Regions from separate parts of the Capra hircus genome. Here region 2 is linked to region 1. The links are chromatin contacts, called in public Hi-C maps. All regions are on one chromosome and are shown on one strand. Each heading gives the region's core, a stretch centred on a gene start, on an enhancer-like site or on the middle of the called end of the contact. The rest is flanking DNA. Distances are from core to core; before and after follow the strand shown.

Evidence for each region. Hi-C and Micro-C count contacts between places; a contact is called where the count stands out from the background.
Region 2: a contact with region 1 is called in a Hi-C map of blood, with 11 times the contacts expected there. The contact joins two enhancer-like sites. A contact is called at or near these places in 2 of 5 Hi-C or Micro-C datasets (both in blood).

What each region holds. Positions count from the first base shown.
Region 1 is chr28:35,871,218-35,878,238 of ARS1.2, forward strand. MTR (methionine synthase) reads right to left here. Exons shown (of 33, transcript XM_018042441.1): 23 at 5,883-5,950; 24 at 5,173-5,293. Among named protein-coding and RNA genes, the nearest start is that of MTR, 97 kb to the right of the region's middle. Within about 2 kb of position 4,409, at least 1 of the 5 cell types and tissues checked has an H3K27ac peak or open chromatin away from gene starts, as enhancers often do.
Region 2 is chr28:36,125,450-36,132,703 of ARS1.2, forward strand. No RefSeq gene overlaps it. Among named protein-coding and RNA genes, the nearest start is that of HEATR1, 10 kb to the right of the region's middle. Within about 2 kb of position 3,257, at least 2 of the 5 cell types and tissues checked have an H3K27ac peak or open chromatin away from gene starts, as enhancers often do.

The sequences.
Region 1 (7,021 bases), core at 3,159-5,658:
ATGAAAGAAAATGGAAAATAAATTTCAGGAAAATTAAGATAGAATCAGGAGTGAGATTAGCATATAAAATTCATTCCATGAAATCCTATACAGAGGAAAATCTTATCAGTTATGTGATTCAGTACCATACTTTGGAGCAATTTTAAAAAACAAAACAAAACTCAGAAAATTACCTCCCGCTTTGAGCAATGTGACTTCCTGTTGAATTCTCCAAGTTAAATTACACAAAAGATAATTGAAAAAGACATTTTGCAGCTATTGGCTTTAAACCAGTTAAAAAATTGAGAGCTAACTGCCAGACTTTTGCCCTTGAGAAGTTCTGTAGCTAAAAGGGCCAGATTTCTATTAAAGTCATTTCTAGTTTGTGATACAAAATCATCTGTATTACAGACAGGAAACTGTTCAGTTTTCTATTCTCTTATTGCTGCAGGTTTAAAAGGGCCACTCCAAGCACATTTCTACCCACAAATGATCCCAAATCTGTATAACCCTTTCAGCTTCTCCAAGGATCCATCCTCAAGCCTCATTTCGAGTGTCTGGGGGAACAGTTCTAATTCTCTCATGCTACCTACTGCAGGCCCCTGAAGTCTGGAAAAGCCATGCTGCTATTCCCTTCAGAAATCTGCTTTCACGAGAACTTGGAAGTCCTGAGCCTCCATCTGCTCAAAAAGGAGTTAGTAAAGAACTGGGCCACTGCTAAGCCCTCCCTCGACAGGTCTGTAGGAGGTGATGATAAGGGTTCTCAGATGGCTTCTGAGACATTCAAACTCCTGAATGCGTTCTAGCAAAGCTGACTCTCCTGGAGTAGATGCCTTCTTACACAGATGCAAAAAGCACTAACCATAAAGGAAGAGATCCATAAATCAGACTTCATGAACATGAAGAACTTCTGTTACCCAAAATACCGCTAAGAAAATAAAATGTAAGCCATATTGGAAGAATCTGTTGCCATATATATATATCTTGGGTGGGGCTTCCCTGGTGGCTCAGACAGTAAAGAATCTGCCTGCAATGCAGGAGACTAGGATTTGATCCCTGGGTCAGGAAGAACCCTTAGAAAAGGGAATGGCTACCCACTCCAACATTCTTGCCTGGAGAATTCCGTGGACAGAGGAGCCTGGTGGGCTACAGTCCATGGGGTTGCAGAGAGTCAGACATCACTGAGAGACTAACACTTTCTGAGAAAGAGCTGCATCCAATGTGAATAAAGAATGCATACAAATTAGTAAGAAAAATGGTGAAATAACTCGTTTAAAAAGAAAAAATTCAAAAAGTATATCCAAACTGTCAATATCCATATGAAAATGTACTGAACATCATTAGTCAGCAGGGAAATATAAATGAAGATCTTATTAAGATACTACTGCACACATAGTAAATGGCAAACACGAAAAAGGTGTAGAATAACTAGAAACCTCATAATTGCTGGTGGGAGTATAAATTAGTACAGTCACTTTGGAAGAAGACCCTGCAATAAACATCTGACGCAGATGTTGTTGCCATATAGTCACTAAGCTGTGTCTGACTTTTGTGACCCTGTGAACTGTAGTACACTAGGCTCCTCTGTCCATGGAATGCAGACGACCATACGTGTCTTCTGTGACCCAGCAAGTCTGCTTCAGGGAAGATACACATTTATAGCAGCACTCCACGTTAACAGCCCCAAACTGGAAAAACCCCAAATGCCCACAACAGTAACAGGGATAAATAAACCAGAGGGCATTATACAATTCAATATTTTACCACAAAGTGGAAAACAAAACAAAACAAAAAAAACCCTGACTACTGTAACAATGAGTTGGGGCTTAAAGACATAATGTTGAGCGGGACACAGAAGAATATACACCGTAGATTAAGTATAAATAGTATTGATGGAATCCACTTATACAAAGCTGAAATGCAGGCAAAACTGGAGAAAGACATGGTTACCTGGAAGCACGACTACTGGCTTTTATTTTCTAAATAATTTTTCAGAAACTGTAACAGGCAAGGAAGAGAAGAGAACCAGAAAAACTCATCGAAAAACAGAATATTGGAGTTAAAGAGACCTGGGAGATCATGGGAACCTGATGTCTGTCTCCTGGGAGGAACCTTCAGTTTTCCAGATGAAGAGAACAGATATTCTATAAGAGCATGAGGACTGTTGGTCATTACTGATCTAATTGATTACTTGGTATACCAGGTTATAACTGTTAAGAGTCATTTATGGCTAATGTTGCCAATGATACATCTTGAGAGGCTCATCATGTTACTTCCGATCATTATTTAATCTGTGGCTCTTACTTGGTGAGAGATATAATACAATTAACTATTGGTAATGTTCCAACTTGGGCTTTTCTGGTGGCTCAGTGGCAAAGAACCTGCCTGCCAATGCAGGAGATACAGGAGACGCGAGTTCGATCCCTGGGTCAGGAAAAACACCTGGAGAAGAAAACGGCAGCCCACTGCAGTATTCTTGCCTGGGAAATCCCACAGACAGAGAGGCCTGGCAGGCTACAGTCCATGGGGTGACGAAAGAGCTGCACACAACTCAGAGACTAAGCAACAGCGATGCTCCAGCTTGAACAAGCAGCAGGATGTGGTTTCCTGATACTGAACTTCCAAGTGTAGTCCCCATAAAATCTTTCTTATTTGGAAACTAGCATCACATTCACACAACTCATAATGCATCTTATTACATCTGCTCATTTAAATATTTCTTTATTCCTATTTTACAACTCTGATTTTAAAAGGTCTTCATGTTGACAATAATGGGTAGATTCTCTTACCATTCTCTTTACTAAGCTAATGAATATTCCCACTATAATCATTCAATTACCCAAACTATGCTCACTGAAATCCCAGATATTGACAGATAGTCATATTCCTGGAGAACAATCTGTCACATAATCCTAGCAGGTTAAGTTCTTCATGGAAAAACAAAGCCAGTTTTCTGACGTGAGCAATAACAGCCACACTACTGAGTTCTCCAAGTATGAGAAGCAATTAGAGGAGATAGAACACTGTAACCACTCATGAAAATGTGCTATTCAGATTAAAAGTGGGAGGATGGTCAATTTTATGTGCCAATTTGGCAAGGCCATGGTACCCAGTTTTTGAGCAAACAACAATCTAGATGTTTCTGTGAGGATATTTTTCAGATGTGATTAACACTTATATCAGTAGGCTCTGAGTAAAGCAGATTGCCCTCCAGAATATGGGTAGGCCTCATCTAATCAACTGAAGACCTTAAGAGAAGGCTGTATATTGTCACCCTCTTTATTTAACTTATATGCAGAGTACATCATGCAAAATGCTGGACTGGATGAAGTACAAGGTGGAATCAACATCGCCAGGAGAAATATCGAAAACCTCAGATATGTACCCTTATGGAAGAAAGCGAAGAGGAACTAAAGAGCCTCTTGATGAAGGTGAAAGAGGAGAGTGAAAAAGCTAGCTTAAAACTCAACATTCAAAAAAACTAAGATCAGGGCATCTGGTCCCATCACTTCATGGCAAATAGACGGGGAAACAATAGAAACAGTCAAAGACTTTATTTTCTTGGGCTCCCAAATCACTGCAGACAGTGACTGTGGCCATGAAATTAAAAGATGGTTGCTCCTCGGAAGAAAAATTATGACCAACTTAGACAGCATATTAAAAAGCAGAGACATTACTTTGCCGACAAAAGTGTGCACAGTCAAAGCTATGGTTTTTCCAATAGTGATGTATGGATGTGAGAGTTGGACCATAAAGGCTGAGCACCAAAGAATCGATGCTTTCCAACTGTGGTATTGAAGGCGGCTCTTTAGAGTCCCTTGGACTGCAAGGAGATCAAAAGAGTCAATCCCAAAGGAAATCAGTCCTGAATATTCATTGGAAGGACTGAAGCTCCAGTATGTTGGTCACCTGATGCGAAGAGCCAACTCATTGGTAACGAGCCTGATGCTGGGAAAGATTGAAGGCAGGAGGAGAAGGGGACGACAGAGAATGAGATGGTTGGATGGCATCACCGACTCAATAGACATGAGTTTGCGCAAGCTCCGGGAGATGGTAATGGACAGGGAAGCCTGGTGTGCTGCAGTCCATGGGGTCACAAAGAATCAGATATGACTGAGCAAGTGAGCAACAACAACAAAGAGAAAAGACTGGGGTTCCCAGAGGAAGAAGGCCTTCTTCCTCCAGACTGCCTCTGGACTCAAGATTCAACAGCAACTCTTGCCAGGCCTCCAGCATGCCCACCTTCTCTGCAGATTTCAGTCATTCTTGCTTCCAGAATCACATGAGACGGTTCCTTAAAATCAATTTCTCTCTGTCTCCCTCCCCCCGTGCCCCATGTACAGACATACATCCTGTTTGGAGATTCCTAACTACTACAAGTGGCTTAACATACAGTTGTTTCCAGTGTGAAAGGAACTCTGAATAGCTTTGGCCCGGCCATCTACTGTCTTTCGTATCAGAAACAAACCGCATGCTTGTGCGACCACCAGGACCAATGCTCCACCTGGGCACTGCTCCCTGCCAAAGTGAGCTATATGGGCATAAGGGATGCATCATAAGAAGTCTACTACCTCTGATTAACATGCCTCTCACCAGCTAGCATTATGATCATGACCCCAGGAGATAGCTGACAAAATAAATAATGATCCTGTGACCAAACCTGAACTTTCTTTTCTTTAAATTATTTGACCCAAAGGTTCCCAAAGCTCTCCTTTTCAGAAACAACTTCCCAAAGTGCTCCTCTGATTCATTTTCTCTCAGTCAGCTTTCTATATCGACTATCACAAGGTCAGAGTTTCTTCAACAGAGCTTGTAATTACTCAGACACCTGCTTCAAGACAGAGAGTGGGCTAAAATTCAAGCAATGCCTTTGTGCTAAAACACACATCTTCACTCAGGTGCTCATTAGAAGTCTCAGGAACTGAACAGGAGGTGAGAGGATTAAGGGGAAGATGATTACAGGCCAAAGGAATCCAAAAACAGGTGTGGGGGTGGCACTGATGGAGGAGTTTCCTGCAGCAGGCCCCCAAATTATTCTGGCTCTTGTGGCACAAAGACTGGAAAGTTAGTGTATTTATAAAATAAGGAGCCAAGGTGCTATGTGTAGGAAAAACCTCAGGTTTTATCACTGTTTTTAAACACTAGCATCTGTGAAAATTTCAGTGAGGCATGAAGCTCATTAGCATGACTCACCTGGAAGTGGTAGCTCCTCCGATCAACAATGGGATCTTTATAGCTAGTCTCTCCATTTCCTTAGCGACAAAAATCATTTCATCCAGGGAAGGAGTGATGAGTCCTGACAGGCCAATTATATCTATTATTTAAAAAAAGGAAAAAAAGAACAATGAAAAGGAGGATGCGAAAAAAGAGAAAAAGTATGAAGACCCATTTTAAAAACTCTGTAATAAACACCACAAGCCAGAAGATAAATTCCCAGTTTCTATGAATAATTTTGAGACTTCTTTTCTGCCTGGGGGTTTTCAATTTATTGCTTGCTTTTGGTAGTAAATATGATTTGCAACTTCAAGTTGCAATAATCTGCTTGCCACCTTTTAGGAAAAGCCACGGAACTGTTAGTTCATGATTTCCCAGATGGGATATGTCACAGTGTCAGAAGAAATATAAGAACAAACACACACAGAGAAAAACAAAATCTAATACAAGTTGTTCTAAGAAGCCTGTCCCCATACCCCTTCCTCAGAACTATAAAGGAGTTTCACGGTTACCTATTCACCTCTTTAGTCCCCTTCATAAATGGCAATGACAGAACCCTCTAGGCAGGAGCTGTCAGTTGAGTGTCTGCAGGTCCCAGTAACCTCCATGGGCGGGGGCATCACCCTTCGCCGACAGACACTGGGAGAACACAATTTACTGAAATGCCCAGGAACCCAGTTGCATAGTACCTGCTTTGTGGTCTAGAGCAGCCTTCAGAATCTTGTCACATGGAGTCATGACTCCTAAATCAATAACTCTGGGGGACAAAAACGAGACATGAGATAATGAACGAGATCCCATTAATTATCAAAAAAGCTAAAGGAACATTTTTATTTAACCATTGAACACTGCTCTCGAGTAAACTGGAATCACACTGAAAAGCTCACCGAACACTGACAACCGACTCAGTGATGTCTGCCATTGATTAGGAACTGACCGTGGGCAGGGGCTACACTAAGCTTTTTTAAGGACCTTCGCTGCCACAATCCACAGAGCGTCTAATTCACCTGTTTAAGGTAGCCTTTGGTAGAGGACATTCTTTTCTAAGCTCTGGTAAAACATATATAATACATAGCGTGCCATTTTAACCATTTTTAAGTGTGTAGTTGAGGGTCCCTAGTTAGTCGCAATGTTGTGTAACCATCACTACTATTTAATTTCAAAACTCTTTCATTGCCCCAAACAGAAACTTTATAATCCCTCAGCAACAAGTAACCTTTACTCTGCCTTCTATCTCTACGAATTTGCCTTGTCTGGATATTTCTACAAGTGGAATCATACATCATTTGTCCTTCTGGGTCTGGCTAATTTCACTTAGCCTAACATCTTTAGGGTTCCTCCCCCACTGGAGCCTAAGTCAGAACTTCATTCCTTTTTAAGGCTGAATAATATTTCATTGTATGAATGTGCCAGATGTTTATCCATTCATCTGTCAATGGACACCTGGGATATTTCCACTATGCTAAGCCTTCTATATAAACAATCTTGTTTAACCCTCACAGGAACTGTACGTGGAAGCACGATCATGGGGGCCTGTGTCTTTTTTTCGGGGCTGGGGGGATTGTTTTCATATATTTATTTCATGTATTTATCCAAATATATACATTAGATGGACTGTTATAAATGGGATTATTGCATTAAACAATATAAATATTTTTATGTTTGATTCCTATTTTAAATTTTATTTGGAGGTAGGTTTTACCAAAGAATACTCTTTTTTAAAATTTTTGAAAACATGATTTTTACATTTTTAATAAGGAAGGGTCCAGAAAATCATGTGCCCGGAAGTTAAGCATCTTGCCCAGCCAGACAACTATCTAGTAGTGGA
Region 2 (7,254 bases), core at 2,007-4,506, 250 kb after region 1:
ATCATAATCATCACCTCCTACTGGTCTCTGCCAGCAGCCTTTGCTCCTTTAACCCGATTTACAGCTTTCCTGCCTGAAAGAGATTTGGCTTAGAGCAGCTTCCATATCCAATCTTGGTCTCCCAAGCCCACTTCCTTTCTTGCCGTTTTTGTTGAGTGTACTCCGTGTTCCTATCAGCCTGGCAGTTCCCCAAACTCTCTGTTCTGTGTCTCAGTGACTTTTCATAGGTAGATCCGCTGCTCAAAATAACTAATCCCCAGGCATGTCACCCCTCGTTTGTTTCTTTTCAGTGTTTCAAGATGCAGCTCACACGTCACCTTCCCTGGGAAGATGAACTCCCTGGGGAGAGCTGACCCCTTTCGTGCCCTCAATCTCTGGTCTCATGTCTGTTACACAGATGGCAGACGTTATTTTCAACGGCTGCCTCTGTACTAGACTCTGCTAACACCTCTTTCTGGGAAAACGTGGGCCTTGTGTACTGGTCACCTTCCCATCATTTATCAAAGCGTCAAGCACACTGCAGAGATGTAGTTGACGTTCACTGAATTAACTTGAACTGACACTCCAGGAAAACCTGGAATGTACTTGGAGGCTCGTTTTATTAGTGATCATGGTATGAATTCTGAGAATTGTGTATAAACTACAGTTGCAAATCACGCAACCTCTGAATGAATCATATCTCTAGCACAGCCATCCCAGGCTCCTTATTATTGGGAGAAAGATGTTTACTATTTCAATCCGTTATTTTTATAGTCTTCTTTGATGTACTTATACAATAGCCATGGTTCCCTAAAGATTCTGCGATCTTTTGAAATGCTTGACAGAACATGCCATGAAAACAAAAGGCTAACAACGTGTGAAATAAAATAGAACTCCCTTTGGTACTATTAATCCGATTAACTTTTAAAGGCATACGACCGTCCTTCCAACCTTTAAAACGTTCAGAGAACTTTGATGTGACTGATTTTGAAGCTCCAATGTAATGGATTCCCCATTTACCTATCTGAGAGTCCAAAATAATAACTGTCTATGTATGGATACATTGCCCTGTAATCTAAGACCTTGAATTCTTTAATGTCTGTAATTCCACTGGTAGCTTAAAATTTGTATAAGTATGATTTTTACAGAGAGGTCCTCTGAGATACAGACTGAAAAATTTTTTGTCTTTATATGTATAGCAAACAGAGTGAATTCATTTCATTATTCTTTCTGTTACAGAAATCTGATTCCCGGAACTGAGTATCTTCTTCAAAGTATGCTCTTTTGTTCTAAGGCTAAAGAAAAGCCTTGGAAAAATAACATAATTCAAAAGGTACCAGCGTCCAGTTATAAGTATGAAGGATGCACTGTATAACATGGTAACTATAGTGACCACTGCTGTGCGATGGATAGGAAAGCTATTAGAGGATAAATCCTGAGAGTTCTCATCACAAGGAGAAAGCTTTTTTCTCTTCCTTTTACTGAACCTACTCAGGAAGATGGATTTTAGCTGAACTTATTGTGGTAATCATTTCACAATATATGTAAGTGAAACCATCACATTTTATGCCTTATACAGTGATGTAGGCCAATTATTTCTCAATCAAACTGGGACTAAAAAGCATATCCCAAAATGTCCCTTTTTATTTAAATACTTGTTAACAGATTTTCTTTAATCAATTATGTGGAGCTATTTATGAAGAAAACTTAACTATATTAAAGTTCAAATATTAGAAGCTGACTTCAAATGAAAAATAACATTATGTAAAAATGGTTGGTATGCATAGGTAATTCAGGAAAAGACCTTTGATTATTTTTTTTTCATTTTTCAATTGATCTTTGATTATTTTTGTTTTAAACTGTAAAATTATACGCTTATATTTAAAATCTATACTTGTATATTAACTGTACATTTAATTATATGTAACTTTACCTTTTAGAATCCACCATTCCACATAATAAAGTGACAACAGTCTGTTTACAACTGTGGCTTGTTGGACAGCTACAGACTTAACAGAAATGAAATTAGGAAGTTAATGGATATAAACATATTTTGCATTCCTGCTGCATATTTCCAAATTGCATCTGAAAGGGTGATACTGATTTATAGTATCACTCGTAATGCATCAAAATATAAATTAAAATCTGCTTTTTCCAGGAATAAACATTACTTTGTAGAAAATTTAGTAGATATATGGTACATTAATTTAGTAGGTATATGGTACAGTAATCTAATCTACATTCCTACAGAGTTGAACATTTTCCTGTAAATTTAATAACTGGACTTTGTACCTGTGAATCATTTGTTTATATTTTTGGCTGTTTATCTATTGAACTCAGTGTTTTTATCATTATTCTTATGAACTATGTGTTATAAGCATACATATATACATATTTATCCTTTTATTTTCTGTATTTGTTGTTTTTTCACTCTGTTGCTTGTCTTTTCAAGCTCATTTAGTTTGTTTACCCATTACTTTAAAAAGCAGAAGATACTTAAATTTGCCATTTATATGTAGTTATACCTGCTGAACTTTTCCTCAATAATTGTTTTCTGAAAAGTCTAGAAAGTCTTCTCTCACATCATTCTCCTTATTGATAAATATGCAGCTCCATTGTTTTCTGGGAAGTCTAGAAAGTCTTCTCTCACATCATTCTCCTTATTGATAAATATGCAGCTCCATTGTTTTCTGGGGTTTCTACTACTTGTTTTAATATAGATTTTCAGCATTTGATTAGGATGAGACTTGGTATTGTTTTCATCTTGCTCCTTGTGTGGGTGCTTATTGAGCTTCCTGGATCTATGGATCATCACTCTTCATAAATTCGGAAAATGTCCAGTGATTGCCTCTTCAAATATTTTTCCTGCCTGCCCCATTTCTTTGGGGACTCAAATTACAAATTACAAACACATTAGCCCACTTGAAATTGTTCCATAGTTTACTGATGGTTTGTTCATGAAACAAACACAGAAAACCTCTTTTCTCTGGATGCTTCATTCTGATTACTTTCTACTGCTATGCTTTCAAGTTCTTTTCCTCTGTGATACCGTGTGTGCTCAGCTGCTCAGTCGTGTCTGATCCTTTGCGACCCCGTGGACTGTAGCCCGCCAGGCTCCTCTGTCCATGGGATTTCCCAGGCAAGAGTACTGGAGTGGGTTGCCATTTCCTCCTCCAGGGGATCTTCCCGACCCAGGGATCGAACCCGCATCTCCTGCTCCTGCATTGGCAGATGAATCCTCTACTGCGGTGTCACCTAGGAAACCCTCTGTGGTATTTACTTTGTCATTATTCCCATGTAATGGATTTTTCATCTCACACATTGTAGTTTCTTTCTCACTGGGGAAATGACTGAGATGACAGCCTCATGATTGGATAGAATTTCACTCCTGGGCATGTGTGAATACAAGGATTGTCCCCTCTGATTCTTTCAGGCTGTCCGTTCCTCAGCTTGAGGTAAGTTCCCTCACCAGCAAGTGCCGACCATTACTCGAGGGGGCCCTCTGCAGGTCTCCAGAGCCTTCTCTCAGATTCTCTCTTCATGGTCTTCTACAAAGTTCAGCGGCCTTGTCCTCCCTGGACTCTTAGGTCCATTTCTTCGGCTCAGAGAGTCCATCCTGCTCTGCCAGGAGACTCACCCAAGGTGGTAAACTGGGGCAACCATGAGGCTCACCTTGCTCATTTCATTTCTTTCTAGGATCATTGACAACTTACTTGCCTAATGTACAGTGTCTTGAAAAGCATTTCGTGTATTTGCCCACGTTTTGGTTGTTTCCAGTGGGAGTGTAAAAACGGTACCTGTTATTCCATTCTGTTCAGAACTGTAATTTCTTTAGGTATCTGGAGTCCCTTCTTGTATATGGATTGAAGTGATTATACATTTTTTTTTTTTTTGCTTCATTCACAGTATTTACCCCAACACCAATTAGTGCAAATTTTCTTCCCTGATTGTTTTTGATACTTACATTGTACTATTTTAAATGCTTACTAAAATTGGGGTTTATTTCTTGATTATCTAGCTCTTTGGGTGGTGGTGGCAGCGGCGGCGGTGGCTGAGTCACTAAGTCCTGTGCAACTGTTTCGTGACCCCATGGACTATAGCCAGGCTCCTCTGTCCATGGGATTTCCCAGGCAAGAATACTGGAGTGGGTTGCCATACCCTCCTCCAAGGGATCTTCCCAACCCAGGGATCAAACCCGCGTCTCCTGCATGTCTTGTATCGCAGGCAGGTTCTTTACCACTGAGCCACCTGGGAAACTCAGCTGTTTGGGTACTGAGGACCTATTTGTCTAATTTTGCCCCAGAGCTATACTCTTTTACTGGCAGCTGCTTTGTCATATATTTTTAATATATGATAATGCTAATCTTTCCTATTATACTTTTCCATTAAGTGTTCCTCTGAGAATTTTTAAGATGTACTCTTTTATACTTATTCTTTTATATCAATTTAAGAAACATTTTGTCAAATTAAAAAACCATTCTGGGATTTTTTTCTTAAGACTGAATTAAATATGTATATTAACTTGGAGATGGCACACAGACATTTTACATAATATTTGTCTTCCTATCCAGGAGCATAATATAGCTATCAATCTTCTCCATTCATTCAAACCTTTCACTTTAATTTTCTATTAAAATGATCACAAGATCTTTTATAGTTGTATAGCCATCACAAGATGGCCTTTATAGTTTCTTCTCAGAGACCTTATACATTTTTCTCCAGGTACTTTTATGTGTGTGTTTTGCGATTGGAAATTGGTCTTTATTTTCTCAGTTTGTTTTCGTGAAATTACATGCATTCTAGACATCACATGTATGTTTGTATGTGTATATATACTTGCACTGATTTAATGTCCTATATTCTATACTATATCCAATTGTTTTCAGAACTGAATCCTTGACTTTTCTAGTATATAATCATATCACTAGGAAATATGTTTTTTTGTCACTTTATTTACACTTAAATAACTCCAGAAAACTAGCCTGACTTACTTGGTCGTGAAGCTAGCTACAGCATAGTTGCATGACAAGAATATTAGTCTGGGTCCCAAATGGAATTGAAAATAAATTGAATCTTCATAGAAGTCTTTTAAAAATACCAAAGGAAGAATTCTAATGTAATACAAATCAAATAAATTGTTTTTTTTTTCTATTTACCTCTAATCTGTCTAATATCATGTCATACAGAGAACTGGTCTTCTCTTCAATTTATCCCCCAAACTGCTCTCTCTGCCCCAAGTTCTTTTTCAGATTCGACTCACATAGAGCCAAGTCCTTCCCCCCACCCCCACTCCCATCCAAAGATTTCTGATAACTATTTATTTCACTTTGCTGGCTTTCCTGGTTCTCTACTTCACCATTACTCTAATTAACAAAAAATCTTTCCAGTGGCAAATATTCAATGGAATTTAATTTAGGATGGGGTGGGAGTGAGGGGACTCAGGCTACCCACACCTATCATTTAGGGTACTTGTTAAACAGATGATTGTGAATGCTTCTCATTAGCTAAGAAAATATAAGCATTTAAAAGTCCCATCGCTTTCCAAATAACATTTAAAAACATTATTTTTATTAAAAAAATCTTAATTTATGTGGAAGATTTAATGAACCAATTTTTATCATTGTACATATAAATCAAACCTTAAGTTTGGAAACCGTAGCTCCTTTCAGGTACCTGGAGATACAGCTGAATGCACTCTCGGGGTCAGAAAAATGCTCTGGTGCCATCTGCTGGTTATTAAAGATATAGCAGGTATTCGCTCTAGTTTGATTTCCAATTTTTTTTTTTTCTTTTCAACTTTCTACCAGTGCCTTTCAAAATAACCAGAAAAAAATAGTTGTAATTTTGGGTGGCAAGATCACAAGTGCTCAGCTTCATAATAATGTATATGACTTTGTACAGGGCACAACATGAAGAAACAAATTCTTAACTTCTCAGTTCTCACTGAACCAGTCATCTATTTGTTGGCACTTGGCTAACATATAGATTTCACATGTTGCATTTACAGTGTTAATTACGTACATCTTATTTTGTTTCTCATCAGTAGATACATTTTCAAGGAGACAGTATGCCATCAGTTGTAATAGTGAGAATAATCTTATTCTAAAGTATTCCTGTAACAATGCTACTCTTACTTGCATTCTGATACACACTTCTTGAACAGGAAGGAGATAGAACTAGAGCTTACAAGCATTTACATTCATTCATTCATTTGTTCAGTTAATAAATATTTCCTGTCAACCATATTGACTGTGCCAAAGCCTTTGGCGGTGTGGATCACAATAAACTGTGGAAAATTCTGGAAGAGATGGGAATACCAGACCACCTGATCTGCCTCTTGAGAAATCTGTATGCAGGTCAGGAAGCAACGGTTAGAACTGGACATGGAACAACAGACTGGTTCCAAATAGGAAAAGGAGTACATCAAGGCTGTATATTGTCACCCTGCTTATTTAACTAATATGCAGAGTACATCATGAGAAACGCTGGGCTGGAGGAAGCACAAGCTGGAATCAAGATTGCCGGGAGAAATATCAATAACCTCAGATATGCAGATGACACCACCCTTATGGCAGAAAGTGAAGAAGAGCTAAAGAGCCTCTTGATGAAAGTGAAAGAGAAGAGTGAAAAAGTTGGCTTAAAGCACAACATTCAGAAAACTAAGATCATGGCATCTGGTCCCATCACTTCAAGGCAAATAGATGGGGAAACAGTGTCAGACTTTATTTTCTTGGGCTTCAACATCACTGCAGATGGTGACTGCAGCCATGAAATTAAAAGACGCTTACTCCTTGGAAGGAAAGTTATGACCAACCTAGATAGCATATTCAAAAGCAGAGACATTATTTTGTCAACTAAGGTCTGTCTAGTCAAGTCAAGGCTATGGTTTTTCCTGTGGTCATGTATGGATGTGAGAGTTGGACTGTGAAGAAGGCTGAGTGCCGAAGAATTAATGCTTTTGAACTGTGGTGTTGGAGAAGACTCTTGAGAGTCCCTTGGATTGCAAGGAGATTCAACCAGTCCATTCTAAAGGAGATCAGTCCTGGGTGTTCTTTGGAAGGACTGATGCTAAAGCTGAAACTCCAATACTTTGGCCATCTGATGTGAAGAGCTGACTCATTTGGAAAAACCCTGATGCTGGGAAAGATTGAGGGCAGGAGGAGAAGGGGACGACAGAGGATGAATGGTTGGATGGCATCATCGACTCAATGGACATGGGTTTGGGTGGACTCCGGGAGTTGGTGATGGACAGAGAGGCCTGGTGTGTTGGACATG